Regions from separate parts of the Sus scrofa genome. Here regions 1 and 2 are each linked to region 3. A link is a contact called in public Hi-C data. All regions are on one chromosome and are shown on one strand. The core of a region is the stretch at or near the end of the contact, and the rest is flanking DNA. Distances in the headings are between cores, read along the strand shown.

Region 1 (4,421 bases), core at 1,081-3,580, 230 kb after region 3:
TCCTTAATTTACTAAAATTAATTAAGATCAATTTTTATTACAAACTTTCCATGAAAACATGACTCATCAATACTTTTACCCTCGAGCTCTCTTCCAGTGTCCTTATCAAGATTTGATGACTTAGGAGTTCCCCTGGTGACTCAGTGGTTAACGAACCCAACTAGGATCCATGAGGACTTGGGTTCGAACCCTGGTCTCGCTCAGTGGGTTAAGGATCTGGCATTGCCAGGAGCTGTGGTGTAGGTTGCAGATGCAGCTCGGATCCTGCATTGCTGTGGCTGTGGTGTAGCCCAGCAGCCGTGGCTCTAATTCAACCCCTAGCCTGGGAACTTTCATATGCCCCAGCGAGCCGCCCTTAAAAGAAAAAATAAAACAAAACAAGATTTGACGCCTTAGTCATTTTGATTAAAATTTCATCATGTCATTTTTAACCCCTTTCAGGTTGTGTGTGTGTGTGTTGGTTATGTTTATCAGCAATGCTCTCTTTGAGTTAGACAAATGAGTTTTTATTTCTTAGGGAATCCGTAAGAAAAATCTCAGGATGTCCCTAAACAATACTGAGAATTGCTAAACTCTTATGTTTTCCAACAGGTAGTTCACATAGCATTTGATTTGAGTGACGTGGCAAGTTTTGGGTTTTTTGGTTTGTTTTTGTTTTTGTTTAGCTGCACCTGGGGCATGTGTAAGTTCCAGGACCAAGGATCCAGTTGGTGCCACAGCAGGGACCCAAGCTACTGCAGTGATAATGCCCTGGATCCTTAACCCACTGCACCACAGGAGAACCTTAAAAGTATTTTTTAGTACATATGTATTTTCGGTGTTCATTAGAAAAAGTTATAATGAATACACTTGACACATGATTACTCCTTAAAGTACACTAAATTTGTCCCAATTTAAGGGAAATAAGTCATTCGCAAGTGTTCAAGCAAAGAACAAAAGTCCAGCCAAAGTTCTGCTCCACTTTTTTTTTTTTTTTGTATTTTCAGCAAAAGAGTGGATTACTTTCACATTCTATTACCATTTAATTTTTTTTAAATCAGCCATGTGTTGACGTAGTTAGACAGAGAGGTTAGGTTTTAAAGGATTCTGTGAGAGTAAAAGGGATTTATATTTCCAAGAAAAAGCAAGAAAGAGTAATGTAGTTGGTTAACAATGTGCATATTGCAATCAACTTGATCTGGGTAGGAATCCTAGCATTAGCATTACTAGTGCTGTGATCTTGCACAAATCGTCCTTTGTAAACTGCAAATTCCCCTTCTATCAAACGGAAATAAAAGGAGTTCCCGTCGTGGCTCAGCAGAAACAAATCTGACTAGCGTCCATGAGGAGGCAGGTTCGAATCCTAGCCCCGCTCAGTGGGTTAAGCATCCCTGATTTTCCACAGACACGGCTTGGATCTGGCGTTGCTGCGGCTGTGGTGTAGGTCAGCAGCTGTAGCTCGGATTCCACCCCTAGCCCCAGGTGAGGCCCTAAAAGATAAAAGAAAAAACAAACAAACAAACAAAAAAACCACCAAAAAACGGAAGTTCCTGTTGTGGCACAGTGGAAACGAATCCGACTGGGAACCATGAGGTTGCAGGCTTGATCCCCGGCCTTGCTCAGTCGGTTAAGAATCCCGTGTTGCCAGAAGCGGTGGTGTAGGTCACAGACGCAGCTCTGATCCCAATGCTGTGGCTGTGGCATAGGCCGGCAGCTGTAGCCCCAGTTGGAGCCCTAGCCTGGGGAACCTCCATATGCCAGCGGGTGCGGCCCTAAAAAGCAAAAACAAACAAAACCTAAAAGCCAAACAAAAAACAGAAATAAGAATTACCTTGTAAGATTAACCATTAGCTAAGATACTGCGTGTAAAGCAAATAGCACAGAGCCTGCAGCATAGGAGTAATCAGTATGCAGCTGTCCTTAGAGGTTTTATTTACCAATTTCAAGTCCCCAGAGCTTATACAGCAGGGAACACGCTTAACGGTAGATTCTGAGGTGCTCTGCCTCAGAAAAAAGAAAAGGGCACACCTGCCCTGATGTTGTAGGAAGGTCTGGAAGGTTACAAGGAAGACAATTTTGTAAAGGCACGGCTTGCAGGTACGAACTGATAAAACTCAAACATCCCAGGCAGCAGCCTACGGAAGGAAAAACCCGAGCGAGCCACAGCTGTCCGGCAACCTGCGCGTGCGACGGCCGGAAGGTGGAGAGCTCACGCCCCCGGCCCGCCCATCAATCGACCTGATCGAGGATCCTCATTTCAGTCTGGCTACGCGAACTGCTCCTTCTCGCGATGCTTCACTACAGGCGACTCGGGAAGGGGCGGCCCGGCTGGAGAGAAAGGCGGAGCGTGAGGCCGCCGCACGCTGCGTTCCCAGGAGGCTGTGCGCGCCCCTCACTTCCTCCGGGATCTTCTGAGCGGGCGCGTGAATAGCTACCTGCCGTCTGGCCATGGCGCTTCACGTCCCCAAGGCTCCGGGCTTTGCCCAGATGCTCAAAGAAGGAGCGAAGGTAAGAAAAGGAGGAAGGGGGAGTGAGGTGGGAGAGTCGGCACAGGGCTGCGGCGGTCGTGGCGAAGGAGAAAGGCCTACTAACGGGCCGGGCATGCTTCCACGACACGGCGGTCGGAGGGAGAGAAGATTCCAGAAAGGGAGGTGTTCTTGGGAGGGCTCGGCCGCGGAGGCCCGCAGGAATTTCGGTTCTTTACCGACCCCTGGAAGGGTCGAGGGGGCAGAGGCGGCGAGTGGGGGACGAGGCCGCAGGCTTCGCGTTTTATATTTCGCGTTTTATAGCGGGTCAGGCGTGACGTCCGCCCCGTGCGTTTTTTTATCCTTCGGTAAAACGGCGATGATGAGGCGCTCCTTTAGAACGTGAAGCTGGTGAAATTGCTTTGGAACGGCGAAACCGCTTGACACAGTTGAAGGAGTGGGTGGTGCAGAGGGGAGGACAGTCTTGATAGCTTTCTTCCAAATGAGAGCAGAGGGCTCCCCATTTAGTTCGCAGAAGTAGTGCATTATAGTAGGATAAACATTAATTACAATCCGAGTGATTTGTGGCCCCAGCTTAGGTTAGCTAGCTCAGTGTAAAACATCCTTTTGGGTCTTGCTTTCCTCATACATATAAAATTGAGACTGGACGAAAGGAGTTGTAACCTAAAAGGTTTAAGTGACTCCCTGGCCTATGTAAAACTACTTTGTTATGGTGAGGTCTTGGACGTAATTTCAAAAGCATAGTCTTTTAAAAACATCTTAAAGCACTGAATAAATGTATCTCTTGTGTTCAAAAAGTAATGTTCCTTCATTTGTCCCCCAATTTTTTGTATTTAATTGAAGGAACATAGATGAGTGTGGTTCCACTTAACCCTAACCGTTTTAGGGAACTGGGTTCTTGTTGGCAGGATGCACTTTTGGGATAATGTGAACATCAAGTAAGTATCAAGGTCTAATGTAAATATTGCTGAAAGAGCTTTTCTGAAAACAACATTGCTCACTTTTTAAAAGGCTGAAAATTTTCAGTTTTTATTCTTCTGAGGCAGAAATAATAAATGAGCAACTAAACAAGGATAATTTCAAATAGTGATAAAGGAAATAGGAAAGTCTGCTTCTAAAAATAAAGGAAGCATCAGGGAGATCAATTAAAAAAGATATTCAGGCAAGAACTCTCAACTAAGTGCTTAGTGGTGGACAGAACCAGCCAAGATTAAAGGCAGAAGTGTTCCAGGCTGGGGGACCACTAAGTACAAAGACCCAAAAGATGGAATGATTTTTACCTTTCAAAACAAAATAAGAAAGGTGAGGGGGCTGAAGCTTATGGAGGAAAGGCAGGAATGGTAAGAGATGAATTTAGAAGAGCTGTGGGCAAGGGTTAGAATGTATAGAGCTTTGTGGCCCTGACAAGGAATTTACATTTTATGCTAAGAGTGATGGGAAGTCATCGAAGGGTTTGAGAGGATCTGCTTTATAATGACATGATTGTTCCTCAGAAAATGGGCATAAGGAGAAAAACAAGAGTGTAAGGCAGGAGATCAGATTAAGTGCTATTTTAAGTCTACCTGTGTCCCTGAAGACAGACAGATCTAAAGTAGTGGTTATTAATCTTATTTGGATCCTAGTTCCCTTTATGAGTGTTGCAAAAGCCATGCTCTGTACTATGGAATATACACATTATCTAGGTGTGATGATGGAAATGTTCTGTATCAGCACTGTCCAGTGTGGCATCCACTAGCCACATGTAGCTACTGGGCACTTGAATTGTGCCTAGTGCAATTGAGGGGCTGAAATTTTAAGTACTTTAAATATGCACTTGCAGCTAGTGGTTATTACATAGGGCAAAACAGCTCTATAAAAATATTCGTGAGAACAGTAGGCTCTTTAAATTTATCTGAAACCACAAGCAAATCCCAAGTCTAAAATAAGTCCCTTGTAAAACTTGAGAATTTTAGTACT
Region 2 (4,327 bases), core at 281-2,780, 170 kb after region 3:
AAAAGATGTTATTACAAATACACAGTATCTTTGTCATTTAAATACATATATTTAACTTTTCTATTTTCAGTCAAGCTCCCACTAAACCCTCTACTTTCCTTCTTGTGGAGACAGTAAACCAAAAACGCTGAATGATATTTTAAGGAAAATGTCTCTAAAAATGGCAAAATATAAATCATCTCTTTAACCATTCTTAGCAAGATTCTGGGAACTGCTTTAGCAGGTCATTTTCTCAGAGCAAGGTTTTTGATTCTTTCCCATAGCTTTTCTCAATCTATAAATAGTGTCTAGAATACCGAATTTTGTTATTACAATTATTTATAGAGCCAAAGCGAATGCGTGTATATATAAATATATATATACTTATATTTAGACAGTCATACAAATGGAACCATCTTACCCAGTATATGAAAAGAGAATAGGTTTATATTAAACACCTAGTATGCTTTGGAGAAACACCGGTAACTGTTTATCACCCAGTTAGAATCATACTCAGCCCATTCATTTAACATTACAAGTAGCAATAAACCATAAAGCACTCCCAGTCATGTCATTCTAAGTTAGAAAGAAAGGATTAACATGAAACATTCGACTCAAGAAAAGGGTAATAGAAAATCACTGTTACTTGACTTAAAATTTGTTTTATCTTAGCTCTGACATACATTTCTGTGTAGTCTCGTCTGCTTAGAATCAACCATCTCGTTAGCCACCTGTTCCTAGGGAATAGAACAGACTGTCTCAAATTTAACAAAACAAACAATAAAAATCCCCTTAAAGTTGTAGCCAAAAGAAGTCTTATTATTACGCCCTGTACCATCACCAAATCATTTCATCATAACAACCGAGGATGAAAAGCTTCACTCCTCTTTTGACTAAATCTCCCAACAGTTTCCTGCACCAAGAAATCAACCCCGAGAGGTGGAAATTTGCCTCCAGGATTTTGTAAATAGATCTCAGATAGGGTTTCCAGCCAGGGGAAATGGAACTGAGAAAGGCAGCTAGCTAGAGTCCCTCCCCTCCACACAACAGAGAACATCTGTCTGCTGCTTCCCCAAGGATGGCGGCGGCAAAGTTGGGTGGATTTGGAGTTCCACACGGTGTCAACCACAAGAGCCCCTGAACCAACTTGCCTTTTCATCACACCGCCTGGGGAAATGGGCCACTGATTCCTCCTCTCGGCAGTAGCAGAGCTTTGGTTAAGTTGCTGGTGCTCTGAGCATTTAGTTGGGTTTTCACACCTGTTGCCTTACCTCACTTAGTTGAGTGTCTGCACTTGTGTAATCCAGGGCCAGCCACTGCCTTGGCCGGTCGTTGCCTTTGTGGAATAAAGACCTAGTAGCAGAGCAGGCTGCACCTGCTGCATAGCAGACAGTGACAATCTGAGGGGCAGTGACAGCTGGGAGGGCGGCTCACTGCTACCTGCTGTCCCCCAGACCCCAGCGTCCCACGGGGCCTCCCTGTTCCGCTTCCTCCACTACCCCTCTCTCCTTTCCTTGCCTCTCCAACAGCCAGGATGTTGTCATGCTTCTAGAAAAAGCAAGAGCAAAAGAAAACCCTCCTCCTGTCAGAGGCATTGATAAACAGCAAGTTGTGGAGAGTCCAAATGTTTTAATTCATTAGTCCTGGCAAACCTAAAATACAAACAGACTTGCTTCACAAGACAGGAATGTCTTCAGTGTGACCCAATCGGTGTCTGTGTCTATTCCAGCAAACTGGCAAAGATAGAATGACTCCAGTCAGCAAAAATGTCGGCCGCTCCAATCAGCTCCCGGGACCCAGCCAACTTGGACGGCCACAGCCAACTCTGAGATGATAGCAGCGGTGATGCCGCTTAGGAACGTGAGAGCTGAGGTTGAGCTGCTGTTGGGCTTGATGACCTGATTCCATCTACGAATGCAACTGACTGCAGAACGACTCAATGGTGACTGGGAAGGGACTTAGAACTCCTCAAATTTTTTAATAGCTATCAACCTGAAGGTCAGTAGTACCTTAAAATAGTTGGATGGGGAGTTCCCGTCGTGGTGCAGTGGTTAACAAACCTGACTAGGAACCATGAGGTTGTGGGTTCGATCCCTGCCCTTGCTCAGTGGGTTAAGGATCCGGCGTTGCCCTGAGCTGTGGTGTAGGTCGCAGACACGGCTCAGATCCCGTGTTGCTGTGGCTCTGACGTAGGCCGGTGGCTGCAGCTCCGATTAGACCCCTAGCCTGAGAACCTCCATATGCCATGGGAGCAGCCCTAGAAAAGGCAAAAAGACCAAAAAATAAATAAATAAATAAACAAATAAATAAAATAGTTGGATGATGATGTTGAGGATAAATAATTCAAGATAAACAAGTATTAAGAGAATGGGCAGACAGGGGGGAAAGTCTTTGCAAAATACCTACCAGATAAAGGACTGGTATCCAAAATATAAAAAAAACTCTTGAAACTCAACAATAGGAAAACAACCCAATTTTAAAATGGGCAAAAGATCTCAACAGACATCTCATAAAAGAAGATATACAGATGACAAATAATCATATGAAAAGATATGGACACCATATGTCATTAGGAAATTGCAAATTAAAGCAACGACTTATCACTACACACCTATTAGAATGGCCTAAATCCAAAACACTGACAACACCAAATACTGATGAGGAGGGAAAATGGGGCAGCTACTTTGGAAGACAGTTTGGCAGTTTCCTATAAGACGAAATATATTCTTACTACATGATCCAGGAATCACTGCTTGCTATTTACCCAAAGGAACTGAAAACTTATGTCCGCACAAAAACTTATACACAGATGTTTAGAACAGCTTTATTCATATTTGCCAAAACTTGGAGGCAAACAAGATGTGCTTCCACAGCTGAGTGGATAACAAACTGTGATACATCCGATGAATTACTATTTAGTGATAAAAAGAAATGAGCTATCAAGCCACAAAAAGACATGGAGGAAACGTGAGTATTATTAAGAGAAAAAAAAAAAAAAAGCCAATCTGAAAAGGCTATGGACTGTATGATTCCAACTACATGACATTATGGAAAAGCACATTATGGAGACACTAAAAAGATCAGCAGTTGTCGGGGCTTCTGGCAGAGGGAGAGAAGAACGAAGGTGGGGAGTCAGGATTTTAAGGGCAACTATTACGTATGACACTGTAACGGTGGAAACATGTCATTATGCATCTGTCAAAACCCATAAAATGTACAATACCAAGAGTTATAAACTATGGGCTTTAGTTAATAATAATGTATCTATATTTATTCATCAATTGTAGCAAATGTACCACACTAATGAAAGATTAATAACTGGGGAAATTAGGAGAGGAGAAGTGTGGGGAGAGGATGAGAACTCCGTGATTTTCACTCATTTTTTCCCTATAAATCTCAAACTATTTAAAAATGTTAAATAAATTAGTAAAAGGACTTAGGTATCCTTGAGCTTGTGAATAAAAGGCTCATTTGTTATGCTATCCATAGTAATGAGGAGCACAGATTCATATGATTAAAAGCATTCACATGCAGAACTATTTGCATTTCTAACTGCAAATCTTTCCAGGAATTATTACAGTTTTGATGTTATTTTATGGTTAATAATATCATCTTACATATTGCATTAACATTTATCAAAAGAGTCTCATCTGCGACCTCATCTTCATCTTCCTGATAATCCTATGAAATGATCATGGTCAATATTTTTATCCCTAACAGATGAGCAAACTGAGACTTAGGCAATTTAAATAACAGGCTCAAGGATAAAAGATCACTTTGGAATAATGACCCAGATAGATCCACATTTTTTAATTTTTAGTTCCTGCTACTTCCACTACACCAGAATGCACTCTGCGTGAAAGGTCAAATTGAGTTGTTTCATTAACAACATCTGACTCTCCAGAGTTCCCATCGTGGCTCAGCGGAAACGAATCTGACTGGTATCCATGAGCAGGTTTAATCCCTGGCCATATGCCACGGGTGCAGACCTAAAAGGAAAAATAAAACAAAAAAAAAACCCCAATATCTGACTCTTGGGAAGTTCCCATTCTGGCGCAGCAGAAACGAATCCGACTAGTATCCATGAGGATGCAGGTTTGATCCCTGCCCTTGCTCAGTGGGTTAAGGTTCCAGTGTTGCTGTGGCTGTAGTGTAGGCCAGCAGCTGCAGCCTCGGTTTGACCCCCAGCCTGGGAACTTCCATATGCCGAAGGTGGGCCCTAAAAAAAAAAAATCTGACTCTTAAAAACAACAACAACAGTATTTGACTCCCAATGAATGGCTTGAAAGATACAAAGAAAAATCATTTCTTCATGGTCTAGTATCCAGGTTCATCTGATACCAGCCAT
Region 3 (4,675 bases), core at 1,550-4,049:
AGGAATCTATACTCAAGCTTCTAATCTTTGAAACAGAGCATAAAAAAAACAGAACTACATAGGAAATAAAAATTAAATGCACTAAGAACACTTGAAAGATGACAGCTTTGGGGAAGAAATCAGAAGTTTAAAAAAAAAAAAACAAAAAACAGTTGTTCAGAGTGTTATTGGCAGTGGTTAACAAACTCTTTATGTTTCCACAGGGCATAAATCCACATCACATAACATGCACATACTACTGTTAATCTATATAATGAAGATTGTTTTTCTTATTTTATATAAAAGTGAAGTTTTTAAAAATCAAGTGTTTAGTATTTTCTTCCAAATGACTCATTTTCCATCTGCTTTAGAAGTCCCAACCCCTAAATAATTCATGATATCTAATTTCTTCCAGTCCCAAAAGTAAAGCACTTTTTTCAACTACAAATGTTTTAAATGAACTACCATGAATAAGAATCATTCTTTTCACCACAGATAAAGGCCAGATAACCCTACTCCATATTTCCCATCCCTAAACAGGGACTATATGCTTGGGCCCTGTGGTCATTTTTAAAGCCAGAAGTGATTTTCAAGATGTAAAGACCCCAGCGCCATGACTGAAGATACTGAAACAGATATACACATGGTTTGCCTCTCATTAGACAGCTCTTTCCAGACTTGCCCCAAAGACACCTATGAATTCCACCCACATTCTCCTTACCCTCTTCTCAGCCACCAGAAACTACCAGTGTCTGCATGAAAAGCCTGGGGCCATGAAAACGAAGAGGAAGGCTCCGTTTGCAGTTCTCCTAAAAAAAAAAATCTATATGAAGAACAAACTAAATTCACTTTCTAAAAGATATAAGCCACACACCAACAAAACCACAAAAAGGGAAACAAAACACTCCATACATTAAGAGGAGTAAATGCTTTTGTTACAATACTGTTAGGAGGTCACCCCTTAGCTGTGAATTTCTTTCTGAGTTTCAGCTCTCTCCAGCACAAACTTCTTCTCAGGCAGCAGGTCACGAGGCTGCTCTGTTTAAACACCACCTCAGCACTCCTTGGCCACTTCCTAAGAGTGCTGGCACCTCACCCACCGATCACCTGTACCAACAGAGACAACCCCAGCTTCAGCCCTCAGAAGCAACCCCTCTTGAGTGCTCCTTGGCCTTTTATAGTGGAGGCATGTGATGAGCCTATCTGCACCAGCTGTTCCTAATTACCTCTCAGGCTGGGGCGAATGACTCAGCAACCCAACTTTTTTTAAGGAGTCATCCACCTTGTTAGCCAACCAACCTATTGAACAATAGTAAACCACTTGACACAGCCAGAGGTTAAACAACAACAGTAAGCCGTGGTGCCATGCAATCACTTAAACCAAGGCCATCCTACCCCAAGCTGACTCACCGAATGTCTTTTTTTTTCTGCCCTGGGCTTCTCTAATCCAAAGGCTGAAGTGGCAAGCGTCTTCAAGCCCAGCCCAGCCCTTCCACCACTTACCCAGGACCAGGAAGAAGCAAGCCAGCCTCTTCCCATTTCTCTGCTTGACCATGTGAAGCGCCCCAGCGCTCTGTCACTACCACGTCCGGTCTTTCCAGCCTTTATCTTTCGGAACTGCTTTCAAGGCAAACCTTCCTGGACATAGATGAACAAAGACCTAGTCGTGGCACCCTTCAGGGTAACAGACCCAATACTGATATAATTCTCCAAAAAGACAGACATTCCTACAAAACAGCCTTTGTTCCTTCCAGCTTGACACTGTAGCTTGTTTTTCCCACACACGTTCTTTCACAATTACTACTACGCTATACACCCTGAATCAGCCCAAATTTCACGCAGCAGGCTCAGGGCACAAAAGCCTTTGCTACTCAATGACATAAAACTGCCCTGCAAAAAAAAAAAACCCAGAAAGCCACGGCACTCGTGTTACATTAGACGTACACAAAGCTGGTGTCTCTATGATCAAAATCTCTCTCACCTGACTGTGGGAGTCTTAAATTACAACGTGCGGGCAAAACTCCAACAAAGGGGGCCCTCGGATCTCCGGGGCCCCAAACCATTCTTCACTAAACCCAGCCCCTTAAGGTGGTGTTTTTGCTCCAGCCACGAACTCGGCCTGTCTTACGCGATTGCACGCGCGACACACACCCAGACTGGGCGGACGGGAGGCCAACAGCTCGCTGGACGCGGCAGCGGCCGAGGGTGGTGGGAGGGGGCGGGAGGACAATACGGAGCCGGGCCCGGCAGCGCGGGCGGTGCCGATGTGTCACAGCCCGGGCGGGCCGCGGGCTCGGACCCGGGTGACCAAGAGGCGGGGGTGGGGAAGCGAGCGCCCAGCCCCCCGCCCGCCGGCCCCGGGGTAAAGAACAGCGCGGGCCCGTAAACAACGGAGCGCGCCGCGCACCCGGCCCCAGGGCACCGACCGGTCACCCCTTCCGGCGGACGCGGCCACTTCCAGGAACGGGAACCGCAGCCGCCCCCCACGGGCCCCGCTTAGTAACCCCCGCCCAGAAAGCAGCCGCCAGGGTCCCCTCCGCCGCCTCCCCGGAACCTGCCCGCGGGCCGCCCCTCACAGGCCCGCGGCCCCGACCGCGCGCCGCCGCCGCGCGGACGCTCCCGAGGAAGGGCGCGCGGGACAGGAGAACCACTCACCAGAGCCGAGGCGCGGCGCGGCCCGACTGACTGCAGCGAGCAAGCCTGGCTGGCTGCGCGGGCAGCGATCAGGTGACTCACTCCCTCCGCGCGGCCAGCCGCCCCCTCCCCTTCTCTTCTCTCCGCCCCCCCTCCCGCCCCGTCTCCTCCCCTCCTTTCCTCTGCGGCCGCGGCCACCGCCCCCTCCCGGCCCTAGCCCCGCCCCTCCCGCTCGAGGCCCCGCCCCGTAGGCCTGTCTCGCGGGCCCCGCCCCACCCGCTCCCAGGCGCCTAAACCCCGCCCACAACGGAGGCCACGCCCCACCAGCGGCTTAGTCCTCTTTTCCAAAGATCGGTGCGGCTCCGTCAGCGCAGCCTGAAGCCCACGCGAGGGGAGGTGGAGAGGGACCTCGCAGGCCCGGGGCTGAGCAGGCCTCAGGGAGGCGATGATGGGATCCTGCAGCCTTCGCGCACCGTGCCCCTTTGCGAGCGCGACCCGCTGCCTGAAGGAAAAAGGCACCCGAGGACCACCTCCTCCTTTGCTGCTGAGAGCAGAAAGGAAAAGCCTGATGGCCTACTCGCTCTAAGTGTTGCCGGGACACCCGGAATCGAGCGCCGGCGGACACCACGAGAGTGGGAGAGCCCTGACCCAGTCCCTCCCCGGAAACCTGAGGGGGTAGCTTCTGGAAACCCTTTCCCTGGGGCCGGCGGGTCTCCCAGGTTCTCGAGGTGTCTAAACCTGCCAATAGGGATGCATCAAGTGCATCCAGGATTTTGTAGAAAGCATCTGGCAGCCCTGCTTGTGTCTGACAATGAAAACAACGGCGTCCGCTAACAGGTGTTCCTTTTACGCGGTGGCTGCCAGGAAACTTGGAGCCACGTTCAGCGCCCAGCGATGTCAGCCCGCCCATCTCAAGCCCTGGTCAGATTTTCATCTTGTGTTGTTTATTCTGGGTTTATCCAATTGTAGGTTTTTAAGTTATGTTCCCAAGCCAATTAGCATCTCTGGAGTCCAAAGCACCCTCTCTGCGAAAAGTTGCTCCCCTGGCAAAGCCTGCGCTTACCAATCTAGCGGGAGACCCAGCGCACTGACACTGTGCCAGCCAACCGGATTGAAGTTCCGATTGTGTGAAAGGATTTTACCATTGGCTTTTGAATTCAGGTGGAGAGATCGAAAGAAACTGGTGGCTGGACAGCACCAGCACCAGGATGTATGAGCTCATTCTTGCTCACCGGAAGATAGCCCTGGACCTCCCAAGGCAAAATAAATAAATAATAAAAAAGCTTCCAATATAATAAAGTCAGATACTGTCTCTAATATGACTGTGTTTGTAGTCACAGGCTGTGAGACTTAGGGCCATTTGAGTTACATCCAAAATGCACGAGAAAATGACGAGAGGGTCCAAGGAGTGAAGGGATTCATCGTGCCCTAGAATCAGGCAGAAGGTAGCATTTGCATTGGGTCTTAACTGGGAAGAATGGGGCCCTGCCGTCCAAGGAGGGAAGAACATATGCAATAGTCCAGAGGTTAAGAGGCAGATGGCAGTTCCAGGCTGCCTGAGTTCATGGTGGAATACAAATATTTAGTGAGAAGGGAGGAAAGAATAGTTTAGAATAGACATGAAATGACTGGGGTTCTTACACACACCTGAGAGTTTTTGAGGCTTCACTCTCCTTCCACCCTAAGCCAGTGGAATTCTATCTTTCCTTCCTCCCACACTTGTGCAGTTTCTCTTAGAGGAAGAACAGACCCTCCTCTTTGGGAGGAACTCTTCCTCCTTTACTCTGGACAAATGGCATATGGTCTGGTATGTTAAATTATTTGAAAAGTCATACAAAGGTATATTAAGGCGTTGAGAATATTAAGGCTGTTAGGACTACTCAGTCTTTAGTGTGCATAAGAATCTGTGGGGTATTTGTTCCCATGGTGGCTCAGCAGAAACAAACCCCACTGGTATTCATGAGGATGCGGGTTTGATCCCTGGCCTCGCTCAGTAGGATAAGGATCCTGCATTGCCGTGAGCTGTGGTGTAGGTTGCACACGAGGCTCAAATCCCATTTTG

The links. Hi-C and Micro-C count contacts between places; a contact is called where the count stands out from the background.
Region 1: a Hi-C map of skeletal muscle shows a contact between it and region 3, with 5 times the contacts expected there. The contact joins the promoter of CCT8 here to the promoter of BACH1 in region 3. A contact is called at or near these places in 6 of 47 Hi-C or Micro-C datasets (brain, fetal heart ventricle, heart right ventricle and 2 more) and 2 of 2 datasets of contacts at active chromatin or transcription factors (alveolar macrophages and skeletal muscle).
Region 2: a contact with region 3 is called in a Hi-C map of skeletal muscle, with 4 times the contacts expected there. The contact joins the promoter of MAP3K7CL here to the promoter of BACH1 in region 3. A contact is called at or near these places in 1 of 47 Hi-C or Micro-C datasets (skeletal muscle) and 1 of 2 datasets of contacts at active chromatin or transcription factors (skeletal muscle).

Annotation. Positions count from the first base shown.
Region 1 is chr13:192,421,375-192,425,795 of Sscrofa11.1, reverse strand. CCT8 (T-complex protein 1 subunit theta) reads left to right here and starts at 2,330. Exons shown (of 16, transcript XM_003358899.4): 1 at 2,330-2,487. The coding sequence starts at 2,428.
Region 2 is chr13:192,486,140-192,490,466 of Sscrofa11.1, reverse strand. It overlaps MAP3K7CL (MAP3K7 C-terminal-like protein), which reads right to left and starts at 1,530. Exons shown (of 6, transcript XM_021070880.1): 1 at 1,251-1,530; 2 at 663-716.
Region 3 is chr13:192,654,413-192,659,087 of Sscrofa11.1, reverse strand. BACH1 (transcription regulator protein BACH1) reads right to left here and starts at 2,799. Exons shown (of 5, transcript XM_021070889.1): 1 at 2,635-2,799.